Linked DNA regions of Mus musculus: regions 2, 3 and 4 are each linked to region 1. A link is a contact called in public Hi-C and HiChIP or PLAC-seq data. All regions are on one chromosome and are shown on one strand. Each heading gives the region's core, a stretch centred on a gene start, on an enhancer-like site or on the middle of the called end of the contact. The rest is flanking DNA. Distances are from core to core; before and after follow the strand shown.

Region 1 (3,001 bases), core at 305-2,804:
CTTCAACTTATTTGGGAAATGATGATAGAGTTTAATAGAGCCTTTATGTGAAACATGAAACGCCATGTACCCAAGAAAGTTGCTTATCTTACCTGTTGTGGTTTCTATTGCTGTGTTGTAGGTGTGTGACTGGTGTAAACACATAAGGCACACAAAAGAATACCTGGATTTTGGGGACGGGGAGAGAAGGCTTCAGTTCTGCAGTGCAAAATGTCTCAATCAATACAAAATGGACATTTTCTACAAAGAGACACAGGCCAATCTTCCAGCCGGGCTGTGCAGCACACTCCACCCTCACATGGAAAGTAAAGCAGAAGGCACCGGGGTGCAGCTGCTCACGCCAGACTCTTGGAATATCCCGCTAACAGATGCTCGGAGGAAAGCCCCTTCCCCCGTGACTGCAGCTGGCCAAAGCCAGGGCCCCGGCCCATCCTCGTCCACCACCGTTTCTCCATCTGACACTGCCAACTGCTCTGTCACTAAAATCCCCACGCCAGTGCCCAAGTCCCTCCCCATCAGCGAGACTCCGAGCATCCCTCCCGTCTCGGTCCAGCCACCTGCTAGCATCGGACCTCCACTGGGTGTCCCGCCTCGCAGCCCTCCCATGGTGATGACCAACCGCGGCCCAGTGCCCCTGCCCATCTTCATGGAGCAGCAAATTATCCAGCAGATCCGCCCGCCCTTCATCCGCGGACCACCGCACCACGCCTCCAACCCCAATAGTCCCTTGTCCAACCCCATGCTCCCGGGCATTGGGGCCCCGCCCGGAGGCCCCAGGAACCTAGGCCCCACTTCCAGCCCCATGCACCGGCCCATGCTATCGCCCCACATCCACCCCCCAAGTACCCCTACCATGCCTGGGAACCCCCCAGGGCTGCTGCCCCCGCCGCCCCCGGGCGCGCCCTTGCCCAGCCTTCCCTTCCCTCCGGTTAGCATGATGCCAAACGGCCCGATGCCGGTTCCCCAGATGATGAACTTCGGGCTGCCTTCGCTGGCCCCGCTGGTGCCGCCCCCCACGCTGCTCGTGCCGTACCCAGTGATAGTGCCCCTGCCGGTGCCCATCCCTATCCCTATCCCCATTCCCCATGTGAACGATTCCAAGCCCCCCAACGGATTTTCCAGCAACGGGGAGAGCTTCGTTCCGAGCGCTCCGGGCGACTCATCGGCGGCGGGAGGCAAGGCTGGTGGACGCTCCCTGTCCCCGCGGGACTCCAAGCAGGGCTCTTCCAAGTCAGCCGACTCGCCACCCGGAAGCTCCGGCCAGGCTCTGAGCCTGGCGCCCGCGGAGCGCGGTCGTGGGGAGGTGGTGGACCTGACCCGGCGCGCAGGCAGCCCCGCGGGTGCGGGAGGCCAGCCGGGCTTCGCGGGCGTGTTGCACGGCCCGCAGGACGGCGTCATCGACCTGACCGTGGGCCACCGAGCCCGGCTGCACAACGTGATACACCGTGCGCTGCACGCTCACGTCAAGGCGGAGCGCGAGCCGGGAGCCGCGGAGCGCAGGACCTGCGGCGGCTGCAGGGACGGCCACTGCAGCCCGCCCGCCGCCGGCGACCCCGGCCCGGGCGCCCCCGCGGGCCCCGAGGCCGCTGCCGCCTGCAACGTCATCGTGAACGGCACCCGCAGCGCCCCGGCCGAGGCCAAGGGCGCGGAGCCCCCGCCGGAGCAGCCGCCGCCCCCAGCCCCTCCCAAAAAGCTACTGTCGTCCGAGGAGCCTGTGGTGAACGAGCTGGAGTCGGTCAAGGAGAACAACTGCGCTTCCAACTGCCACCTGGACGGGGAAGCGACCAAAAAACTGATGGGGGAGGAAGCCCTGGCGGGGGGCGACAAGTCGGACCCGAACCTCAATAACCCCGCGGACGAGGACCACGCCTATGCTCTGCGGATGCTGCCCAAGACCGGCTGCGTGATCCAGCCTGTGCCAAAACCCGCGGAGAAGGCTGCCATGACGCCGTGCGTCATCTCCTCGCCCATGCTCAGCGCTGGCCCTGAGGACCTGGAGCCTCCGCTCAAAAGGAGGTGCCTCCGAATTAGAAACCAGAATAAGTAAAAAAATAAAAGGTTTGTATGTCCACCTGGGCGTTCCTCCAAGAGACAGCGCCCCTCACCTTGCTTGTTAGAGGCGGAGGTGAGATGCAGCCATCGTGTCACTTACCGCTTTCTCTGAGCACTCTGGGTGGCCAGGTACCATCAACGTTTTGATCCAATACCTATGACAGCTGGCAATGCTATTTAGTACACCATTAGCAGTTTACAGCCGAGAGACAGTTAAGAGCCAAGATCACTCAAGCCCTTGAACCTGAGTTGAAAGCACACTCTGTTTTGTGACACACTATTTTCTTCTTTTCGGGTTCATACCTAATTTATCCAACTGGAAAAGGAGGCATGGGAGGGACGATTACTTGAGGAATCTTACTGTTCAGTTAGGAGGTTGCAGAGCAGTATTGAAATGTCTGGGTAACCCATCAGTGGGCGAGCACCTAGAGCTGGTAGTCCATTTGGCAGATGACTCTTACTCTAGCTTCTCAAGATAACCATATCTGTGGGCTAAAATGAAAAACTAGCCTTACGGCCAACCTACCACGCCCCCCTTTCGGGTACTCAGTGGCTGAGCTGGTGAGTCTCACTTCTACGTGTAGACCTTAATGAAGTGGCAGGCATGTCTCTGTACCCTATGACTGCTGTACCCTACTTAATATCCAGTGAGCCAACAGTTCTGTGAGATGGCGGGGACCACACATGAACCACTGTAGCGACTCTTGCCAATCCTAGTGGAGTAGGCGTCCGGTAGCATACTACCAAGAAGGAAGCTGTGACTTGGAAATATTTGCTCAGTCAGAGCTTGTCGGTGGCGGACCCGGTGTTGACTTCAGGCCTGTCCATTCAATCGCAGAGGGTGAGCTCTCCCATCTATCCAAGCAGGCAACAAGCCAAAACATTGGTTTGTTATAATAAACATTGTTTATTAACCGATTACAGAAAGAAGAGAAATGGGTGTTCCTCC
Region 2 (3,001 bases), core at 144-2,643, 420 kb before region 1:
TTGGGAGGAGGAATTCAACTAAGATGACTTCCCTAGTGTTTGAGCAGAGTAGGTAATACAATCTGCTTCCCGTGTTTTCTGTCTCCAGATAGGGCTGTAATTACACACAGGAGGAGGAAAGGCAGTCGAGACCAGTTATGTAAACTCAGCCTTCTTGTCAACGGGATTCTCCGATTGCATTTGTGCAAACCACGGCAACCGTCTGCCAACCGCATGGAGCCAGAATCCGATTGCAGGCCTATGTGAGCGCTTGTATTCTTTCTGGAACTCAGTGTCTGTGTCTCAATATCAAAAGTTGACATTCTGAGGTTAAAACAAAACTCTCACCAACCAAGGCCCAGTACTACAGTTACACTGCTGAAAGCTGGGGACACCAGAGGGAGTCCCCCAGACAAAGTGTCATAAATGGATACGTGGCTTTTGAAATATAGAAACTGGCCTTTGAATTGTATCTTTTTTGTTTGTTTTCCAGACAGGGTTTCTCTGTGTAGCTCTGGCTGTCCTGGAACTCACTCTGTAGACCAGGATGGCCTCGAACGCAGAGATCAGCCTGCCTCTGCCTCCCGAGTGCTGAGATTAAAGGTGTGTGCCACCATGCCAAGCTTGAAATGTGTCCTAAATTTGATCTTTAAGAAAGAAAGGCAGACACTTTCTTATACAATTGAGTCAACACTTGGTAACATTTTAATATTCAATTTCAAGTATTTGGCAGCTTAACATCTCCTTCACTTCTCCCAAATCTGATAAGAACTAGGATGCCCAAGCCTCTCACACTATATGCACATGATTTCAAGACAGCAGGCAACACAGACTTTTGCTTAATGCGTTGAGGTCTTCTCCACTACGACAGACTGGTCATTGGTGTTGATGTGTCCCCCAGAGCTGGCATCCAGTGCTTCGCTCGACACCTGCAGCTTCCAGCTTGCTCTGTCCTCTGTGGAAGGAAAACCACAGCCACCGCCCTGGCGCCATCCCGGGCTTGGTCCAATCAATAAGGACTTATTTCCTGTCCATTTGCTGAGGTCACGGGAGCGAGTCTCATTAATTATTTCTGTTGCTGAAGCCTCAAGTGTGCTCTGGCGTGACAAGTGAAAACCGCGTGACCTTTTTCCTTCTCGTTTTGTTTGTAGTGGTTCCAAAGGATAGATTCATTAAGCAGTCAGATAAAGGACAGAAAAAAAAAATACATATATTTCTAAAGTCATTAAACACGTTACTTATTTCATCACCAAAAGCTCTCCTGTCCGCCTCATTCTCTGGGTTTTTCAGCTAAGGAACAATAGTGTCTTTTTAATTTGGTGTCAAGAAAATCTGGTCACAGCAAACACAATGTTTTCTAAAGCCGATCTGGCCTCTGAGGGAGGGAAGCTCTCCAGGGCCTCTAGTGCCTTGTTTCCATGGTAACGACACAGGTCAATAGCTGAAGTCACACCTTTGCCAGCTTTGATTGTTTCTCGCAACTGTTAGGAAATAAATGCACAATAAGTCAGGTTTTGGTTGTACAGTGAGGACCACAATTTAACTGGGGGTGGGAGTGAGGGACAGGAAACACGTAAATCCAGTATTTCTGCTCTCTCGTCTGGAGAAAGAGGACAGGTTTCCAGGTGCTCTCCAGACACCATCACCTCCCTAAGGCTACGGGAGCCTCGCTCCAGAGCAGCACAATGGCTCCAATCAGCCCAATTACAGCTCCTCTCACAGCCACCCCTTGATCTGCACAGAGTCCCATGCTGGGAAGGCAGTAATGAAGGCCAAGCTGTGGTATCTCTGGCATTTGGAATTCAACAGCGAATTCAACAGCCTCTATTTTATGTGTGTGTGTGTGTGGGAGGGGGTGGGGGGTGGGGAGGGAGGAGGAGCCTCCATTAACATCTTCAAACTTAAAAAAAAAACAATTCAAACACCTTATGTTGATACAATAATCAAAATTCAAGAAAAACACATATTATTAAATCTGAGTATGACTTATTTAAAAACAAAAATATTTTCCTCGGGAAAATGGAACAAAGCATTTTTGCTAATGTAGTGGTTCTCACCAGCCAGCAAATTGACTTCCGGTCTCTCTCTGTGACCAAAGAAAGAACCAAAGGGTCTGACGGGCAATGCTCACCTTTAATTCCAACACTTGGAAGGCAGAGGCAGGTGGATTTCTGTGAGTTAGAGGTCAGCCAGGACTACATGGCCAGACTCTATTTCAAAAAACAAACCAACAAACAGAAAAACAAAGAGGGGGCTGCAGATTTGCCTTGGCCTGCACTCTCCTCCATCTCTGGCGGCTCCCCAAAGCTTCCACAGGCAGCTAGCTGCACGCATATGCGCCAGGCCATACAAGTGACTAGCAATAACATCTTAAAAACACTAAACAAAATCATTATAGTTGTAGTTGGAAAAGGCTTCATCTTTTGAACTTAAATGACCTTGTCCTGTTCAATAGTCTCAGTGAGGGTCTCCCTCACTCCCTCACCTAGGCACCAGGCAGTCCCTGGCTAGCTCACCTGAGGCCAACTCCTCTGACTCTTAGAGACTGGGTGGGGCCAGGTAGTAAGACCCAGTCTATGAGTCATGGAAGATGCATGCTATGGACGGGATGCAGCACGGAACTGTCCGTGGGAATCCCTCTAGGGCTTTCCCTCTGGCGCTGGGGTAGCCCCACAGCAGAGATATTCTACTGCCTGGATACCTGAGTCACAGCAGGGAGCATTACAGCCTTCCTGTGAACGTTTCCTTTTCGTTTTCTGAGACAGGGTTTCTCTGACCTGGATATCCTGCCAGGAAGGTGCTGGCTGTCCTGGAACTCAGAGAGCTGCCTGCCTCTACTTCCTGAGTGCTGAGACTAACAGACAGCATTGCCACCGCTGGACGGATGTGGACATCTTCACTGACAGTCAGCAAGCCCTCATCTCTGCAGCTCCTTTGAGCTCTTTGATTTTCTACTTTTTAAACTGTGCTACACTGGGGTTCTCATCTTCCCCCCAGCTAGGTTATTTTCACATCCTAAAGA
Region 3 (3,001 bases), core at 292-2,791, 400 kb before region 1:
CTCGGAGGAAGGGCTGACCTGATCACGTGAATGCAAATATCAGGGCCCATCTTTGCTGGTGGGAAGAGAATTGTAATGTTCGCTTTATGCAAATGTGTCTTATAATAACAGATGCACAGGGACTTTTGGGGTTAAGAGGGCAAAAGAGGGCACACCAGCCACAAGGTGCTGGTTCCTCAGAGGCGACTGGAACCTGCTGTGAGTCAGTTCTGGGAGGCAGCATGAGCTCCGATGGCCCATGCTCAGGGTCTCTCTTGCACTGTAGTGACTGGGACTACAGGCCTAAAGAATTCATCTTTCTTCACCCCGTGAGCCATTCTGTGTTTTGGGTGACCTTCCTAAGAGGACATCATGGGGCTCTCAAGTCATGAATCACTCTGTGCCTGGCACCAGTGGTACCCACCTTTAATTTCAGCACTTGGGAGGCAGAGGCAGGTGAATATCTGTGAGTTTGAGGCCAGCCTGGTCTACAGAGTGAGTCCAGGACAGCAAGGGCTACATAGTGAGCCCTCCACATCCCCACAAATACGTTCTGCTCTTCTAAAGGATTCCAGTTCAGTTCCAACACACACACTGGGTGGTCCTCAACCTCCTGTAATTCCAGTTCCCCAATATCTAATTCCCTAAGCACCCATGTGGTATATACATACATGCAGGTAAAATATGCATGCATATAAAATAATAAAATAAATAAATCTTAAAACCCAGGGTCAGTGAGCTGGCTCAGTGGGTAAAGGGCCATCTCGACAACCTGAATTCAATCCCAGACCCTACCATGGAAGGAGAAAATTTATTCTTCAGAGCTTCATGTAGGTGTGCATCATGCACGCACCTGCACTCTCACACAAACCTCACACAGGCAAATAATAATAACAGGAATAAATGCCTTTAAAAACTGGAAAGCAAAACAGAACAAGCCACACTTCTATTTGGAGTCACGGGCCAAATGATAAGAAATGCATAGTTAATAAAGTAGAGGCGAGGGCAGAAGGAGCACGGCAACTCTGTGTCTAAATCAGCATGCGTGTCACAGGCCACTCACAGCACTCTCAGGCTCCTGGGAAAGAGCAAACACGAGGCAGACCGCACAGTGCCTCCGAGTCTGCTTCTGATCAAGTGAGTTTTGCCAGTGCCTGTGTAGCTGGAGCAGTGATTCGGGAACTAGTCTGTGTCTCTGTGATGGAGATATTTAAACAAGCCATCTTGAAAATGTTAAAAAATTAAAATTGTAGAAAGTCGAACCATAGGTGCCATGTTTTGCCTGAAGTGGTAAAAATACCATCTGCCTTGGTCCTTTAGCAGCAGCTGATTTCAAGGAGCAGTAGGCTCAACGGCAGGCATACGCTCAGCTCCAGATGGGGAAAATACACAGACGTTTGGAGATGTTTTTCTAAGCGAGAGCAGTCAACATATTCGTCTTCTCTTGGACATGTACATTAGTTGCCATAGCAAACCCAGCGCGTGGTCTGAGAGGCTTCTGCACCCGTCCTGCACACCCAGGAACTGCTGCAGTTCACTAGGTGGCGGCCTCCCCTAGCAACGGGCAGAGTAGCAGTACCTGATGCTGGGTTGGCGGCTGAGGAACAGAGCAGTCTGAGAGCCACACGCACAGAACCAGCATGGTCACCGACTGTCCCACAACACTGCACAATGCCAAGACTCAGCACTTGGTAAGAACGTGCATCTTACGAGCCCTGTTCTGTCTTAACTACGCATGTAGGAGAGATGGTCTTGGCGTTTCCATCTGACACTCTAGAATTGCCACCTTGCCTGCTACTTTAAGAGGAAGGAAAAGATTTAATGACTAGAAACTTGTTGAGTGTTTTAATACCTTAAGAAGAAAGACACCAGAGCACTATAAAGCATTCATATCCAGGAGTCGCTGCCACCAGAACTCAGTTAAGAAGTAATTCAAGGGGCCCGGAGAGATGGCTCAACGGTTAAGAGCAAGGACTGCTTTTTCAGAGGTTCTGAGTTCAATTCCCAGCAACCACATGGCAACTCACAACCATCCGTAGTGAGATCTGATGCCCTCTTCTGGTGTGTCTGAAGACTAGCTAGAGGGTACTCACATAAATAAAGTAAATAAATGATTAAAAAAAAAAAGAAGTAATTCAAAGGCAGGTGTGACGGCCATGCCTGTAAGCCTGGCACTCAGGAGGCTGAGGCAGGAAGATGGAAGAATTTTTGGGAAGAAATTATGGGTTACATAGTGAAATCCTGTTATAAAACCAAATACAAAAAAAAAAAAAAAAAGCAAAAAACCAAAACAAATACATACCAAAAGAAAAAGAAAAAGAAGCTTACTATTTCACTCAGTGACTGTGAGGGATATACTGGAACTCGAGCTGAGACTGATTTAAAAATGAGCATTTCTTCCAGCCCTCTGTAACATCTTCCTCTTCTTAGATACAATCTGAGTGAAGGATTTAAAGCTACACGAACAACTGAAATTATTCTCTATGGTTCTCTGAAACTGCTTTTTTTTTTTTTTTTTTTGGTAAAATTAGGATCTTGGGAAAGAAAATTTCAGAAAGAAATAAATTCCACAACAGTCTCCTGAAATGGCTGCTGAGTTCTTCAAATACTGTCCTATAGATAATCCGATCAGAAGAACTCCAAGCTAATGCTGCCTGCATTAGCCAAGTGAGCACCAATCATTAGCAATGAGATCATACAGAGAACAGTGACGTGGAGACAGAAGTCCCCATGTTTGTGTTCCCCAGCTCCACAGTGCTCCTTACACATCAGAATACCACAGGCTGCACCTGCGAATGTCCCTACAGAAGGACACGGTCCCTCACGATACCTGGGCTTATGTCTGTGTGAGGGTGACAAGATCTGGTTAGTTACTGAAATCTATCCAGACCAACTGTGCTTTGCCTTTAATTGTCAGAATAGCACTAGGAACTCGGAGGTTGAGGGGACATTCTCTCTATTGAGAAACAGAGACTGGGCAACTGAAGCAGTCAGCGGGGAGGACATTTTCTACAGCCAATAT
Region 4 (3,001 bases), core at 225-2,724, 260 kb before region 1:
TATGTGTCCATGTGTATGGGGTGGACCTGCATGCATGTGTCCATGTGTATGGGGTGGACCTGCATGTATGTGTCCATGTGTATGGGGTGGACCTGTATGTATGTGTCCATGTGTATGGGGTGGACTTGCATGTATGTGTCCATGTGTATAGGGTGGACCTGCATGCATGTGTCCATGTGTATGGAGGCCAGAGGAAATGTTGAGTGTCATCCTCAAGAACGGCTGCCTCTGCTGAGAAACAGTTTCTCATTGGTCTGAAGATCACCAATTACATCTCAGGGATTTCCTGAGAGCGCCAGCGACCCATTCTGTCCGTCTCCCCAGTGCTAAAATCACAACTATGTGGCCCCAGACAACACGTTTGTGTGGGTTTTGGGGATTGAACTCAGTGTCTGCAAGGCAAATCTTTGCTGACTGACCTCTCTCTCCTAACCACACAAACAGTTCTTAACAGCCTCAGTTTTAAATGTCTCAACAGCTCTGCTTAAAGCTATGAGCTCCCTGCTGTAGTCTTCCCACATTACCTAAAATGGCAGCCGAGACTCTGTTAGCTAGTGTGATTCTGCACCTTTTTTTTTTTTTTTTTTTTTTTTTTTTTTTTGGTTTTTCGAGACAGGGTTTCTCTGTGTAGCCCTGGCTGTCCTGGAACTCACTTTGTAGACCAGGCTGGCCTGGAACTCAGAAATCTGCCTGCCTCTGCCTCCCGAGTGCTGGGATTAAAGGCGTGTGCCACCATGCCCGGCTCCAAGCACCTTTGTGCCCCAGCTACTATGTTATTATACGTGCTACATCTTCAGACTCCTTTTCATTGTTTTTCCTTACAAGGGTTTCTGAAAAAGCCATTTATGGTATATATAAAAAAAGGAGTTGTACCTCTAAGTAGGATAGCATTTACGTTTTCTCCCCAGTTTTTGAAAACACCCCAAATTCTCAAAGTAAGAGCCTACAACCTAATCAATGAGATCCTGAGGTAAAATAACAGTTTTGGCATAAATTTTACAGAAATATTACTTTCAGGAGAACGACAACAAAAAATCCCACTGGACATTTTAATATTTTAATACTTTTTCTTTTTTTTCCCCCTTTTTTGGGAAAAGCTTATGACTTTAAAAGATTGGAGATTTTAAGCAAACACTCTGTGGTTTGGGAAATGCAGTTTCCATGGTAACCAACATGGTCTTCTTTATATAGCATTATAAACAGATGGTAAAGAGTGGTCATGTTTGTTTCTTTGCCAGTGTATCAATAAAACTGCTGTAATTCTGTATTGAATACACTTAAACTATTTAACAAATTCAACACACTAACCACAAGATGTAGTAATTCAAACGAATATAATTAACTAGTATCTGGGGTTTTTCCCTTTTAATAAACACATGAAAATCTTGAACAGTGAATCCACTGTATTCCACACAGGCCACAGTCTTCCTTGGCAGGATGCTGTACAAATGTTTTCCCAGCACTTGCCATGCAGGGCAGATAACCACAAATGTGAATCTGATGAGAAGCAAGAATGGATTGAAACAAGAGTAGTGCATGTCTGTAACGATGCTCCTCTGCCACGGCGTCTCAGAGAACAAACAAGGAAGTAATGCAGTTCCCTTAACCACACCCCAGAAAGGTGTAAAGCAATATTGTTATTTAGAATCAATCTCCAGTCCATGGACACAGTAATGGCTTTCAGGAACACAGGTGCTGTTCCACTGTGGTAACTTGCTAGCAAACTAAAGACAGCCAAGAAATTATGAATGTGATTAGTCTGCCAATAAAGGTGGAGTAGCCATTCCAGTGTGCATTAGCAACTCAGTAGGAGTAAGTATCCTGAACCTACAGAGGTCAATCCAATGGGTTCAGAAACCTTCTTACTACGATCATCCTATAGGTATTGCCATGCATTTTCCAAGCTGGATTGAAGAATGTTTACATTAAGAACAGCTGGAACAATACTGCTAGTTTTAATTATATAAAATGATCATTCGTATCACACTTACAAAGGAGTATTTGGTAAATGGTATTTGTTCTCAATTTGTACCCTATAAATTCCTAAATTCATGTCTGCCCCTAAGTTTGCCTGTTGTTTTCATTTATAAATTCTTTCTGTTTCTCTTACACTATAATTAGTTTATTAGAAGTGAGATATTTCACTGTACAGGACAAGTCATGGCGGGGGTAGGAAAGGGGATGCACATTTACCAAAGGGGTGAAACTGGGCAGTGTAAGATGATACTATGATCCAATGGGAAAACAAGATCTCTCCTTTAAAAAGGAGTAGAGAGTCGGCACTGGGGTGAAAGTGGGGGGGGGGGTAAAGTTCCACAAATATGATTCTAATATACAGTCAGTTTTAAAGAGACTGTGATTCGCCTCCCTTTACCCCAATGAGGAATTAATGTCACAGCAGCACCTACAGGACATGCACCTTGGTGTTCCTGCTTTCATTCCAGAAGGCACCCAACTAAAGCAAAGAAAGACTGTGTGGCTGTGCTCACTCTCCCGTCATAGAAACGTCTTCATTAGGGGAGTTCAACAAAGTGTAAAACTAAGGTATGAAGACCTTTTCCCATGAATTATTCCAAACAGCATTGTCTACCTGTCAGAATATCATTAGTAAGAACTTAAAATAAGTTCCTCCACGGTGAACAAAACAAATGCCTTCTGTGTTTCCAGTGCACTTAGCAGAGATTCCGTTCTGAAGAACTCTGAAACAGTCAGCAGTGTGACTTACCATTTGTCTCACAGGGGGACCTGCATAATTCAGGTGTTGGAAGTATGAACTGAGGTGCACTGTCCCTCCTATCCCAGCCCAGCCCCCAAGTCACATCTGTGATGCTGAAGTCCATAAGGCTCACTGAGATTAGAATCTGTGAGTGTGGATGCTGCAGGTTTTCGTGTAGCAGTTCCATCTGAGATGAAACCTTCTAACTTGGAAGGGTCTTAAGATACAGGGTGTTCTAAGGCAAGGTCCCCAACCTTCCGAATGCTGTTACCCTTTAGCACTGTC

Evidence for each region. Hi-C and Micro-C count contacts between places; a contact is called where the count stands out from the background. HiChIP or PLAC-seq counts read pairs in DNA pulled down with a chosen protein or histone mark.
Region 2: an H3K4me3 HiChIP or PLAC-seq map of embryonic basal ganglia shows a contact between it and region 1, with 4 times the contacts expected there. The contact joins two enhancer-like sites. A contact is called at or near these places in 2 of 484 Hi-C or Micro-C datasets (embryonic stem cells and nephron progenitors) and 6 of 115 datasets of contacts at active chromatin or transcription factors (acute myeloid leukemia, embryonic basal ganglia, embryonic forebrain and 3 more).
Region 3: a contact with region 1 is called in an H3K4me3 HiChIP or PLAC-seq map of embryonic hindbrain, with 4 times the contacts expected there. The contact joins two enhancer-like sites. A contact is called at or near these places in 1 of 15 datasets of contacts at CTCF or cohesin (the NIH/3T3 cell line) and 3 of 115 datasets of contacts at active chromatin or transcription factors (acute myeloid leukemia, embryonic hindbrain and neural tube).
Region 4: a contact with region 1 is called in a Hi-C map of cerebral cortex, with 2.1 times the contacts expected there. The contact joins two enhancer-like sites. A contact is called at or near these places in 3 of 484 Hi-C or Micro-C datasets (cerebral cortex, cortical neurons and nephron progenitors).

The regions. Positions count from the first base shown.
Region 1 is chr10:43,020,039-43,023,039 of GRCm38.p6, reverse strand. It overlaps Sobp (sine oculis binding protein), which reads left to right. Exons shown (of 7, transcript NM_175407.3): 6 at 122-2,058. The coding sequence ends at 2,047. Among named protein-coding and RNA genes, the nearest start is that of Gm47815, 13 kb to the left of the region's middle. Within about 2 kb of position 1,554, at least 71 of the 459 cell types and tissues checked have an H3K27ac peak or open chromatin away from gene starts, as enhancers often do. A contact at or near this core is called in cerebral cortex and cortical neurons, where this site is marked.
Region 2 is chr10:43,438,258-43,441,258 of GRCm38.p6, reverse strand. It overlaps Pdss2 (prenyl (solanesyl) diphosphate synthase, subunit 2), which reads right to left. Exons shown (of 8, transcript NM_027772.2): 8 at 1,011-1,460. The coding sequence ends at 1,302. Among named protein-coding and RNA genes, the nearest start is that of Bend3, 39 kb to the left of the region's middle. Within about 2 kb of position 1,393, at least 95 of the 459 cell types and tissues checked have an H3K27ac peak or open chromatin away from gene starts, as enhancers often do.
Region 3 is chr10:43,419,326-43,422,326 of GRCm38.p6, reverse strand. The region is part of intron 7 of Pdss2 (prenyl (solanesyl) diphosphate synthase, subunit 2); the gene reads right to left. Among named protein-coding and RNA genes, the nearest start is that of Bend3, 58 kb to the left of the region's middle. Within about 2 kb of position 1,541, at least 20 of the 459 cell types and tissues checked have an H3K27ac peak or open chromatin away from gene starts, as enhancers often do.
Region 4 is chr10:43,278,269-43,281,269 of GRCm38.p6, reverse strand. The region is part of intron 1 of Pdss2 (prenyl (solanesyl) diphosphate synthase, subunit 2); the gene reads right to left. Among named protein-coding and RNA genes, the nearest start is that of Pdss2, 58 kb to the right of the region's middle. Within about 2 kb of position 1,474, at least 37 of the 459 cell types and tissues checked have an H3K27ac peak or open chromatin away from gene starts, as enhancers often do. A contact at or near this core is called in cerebral cortex and cortical neurons, where this site is marked.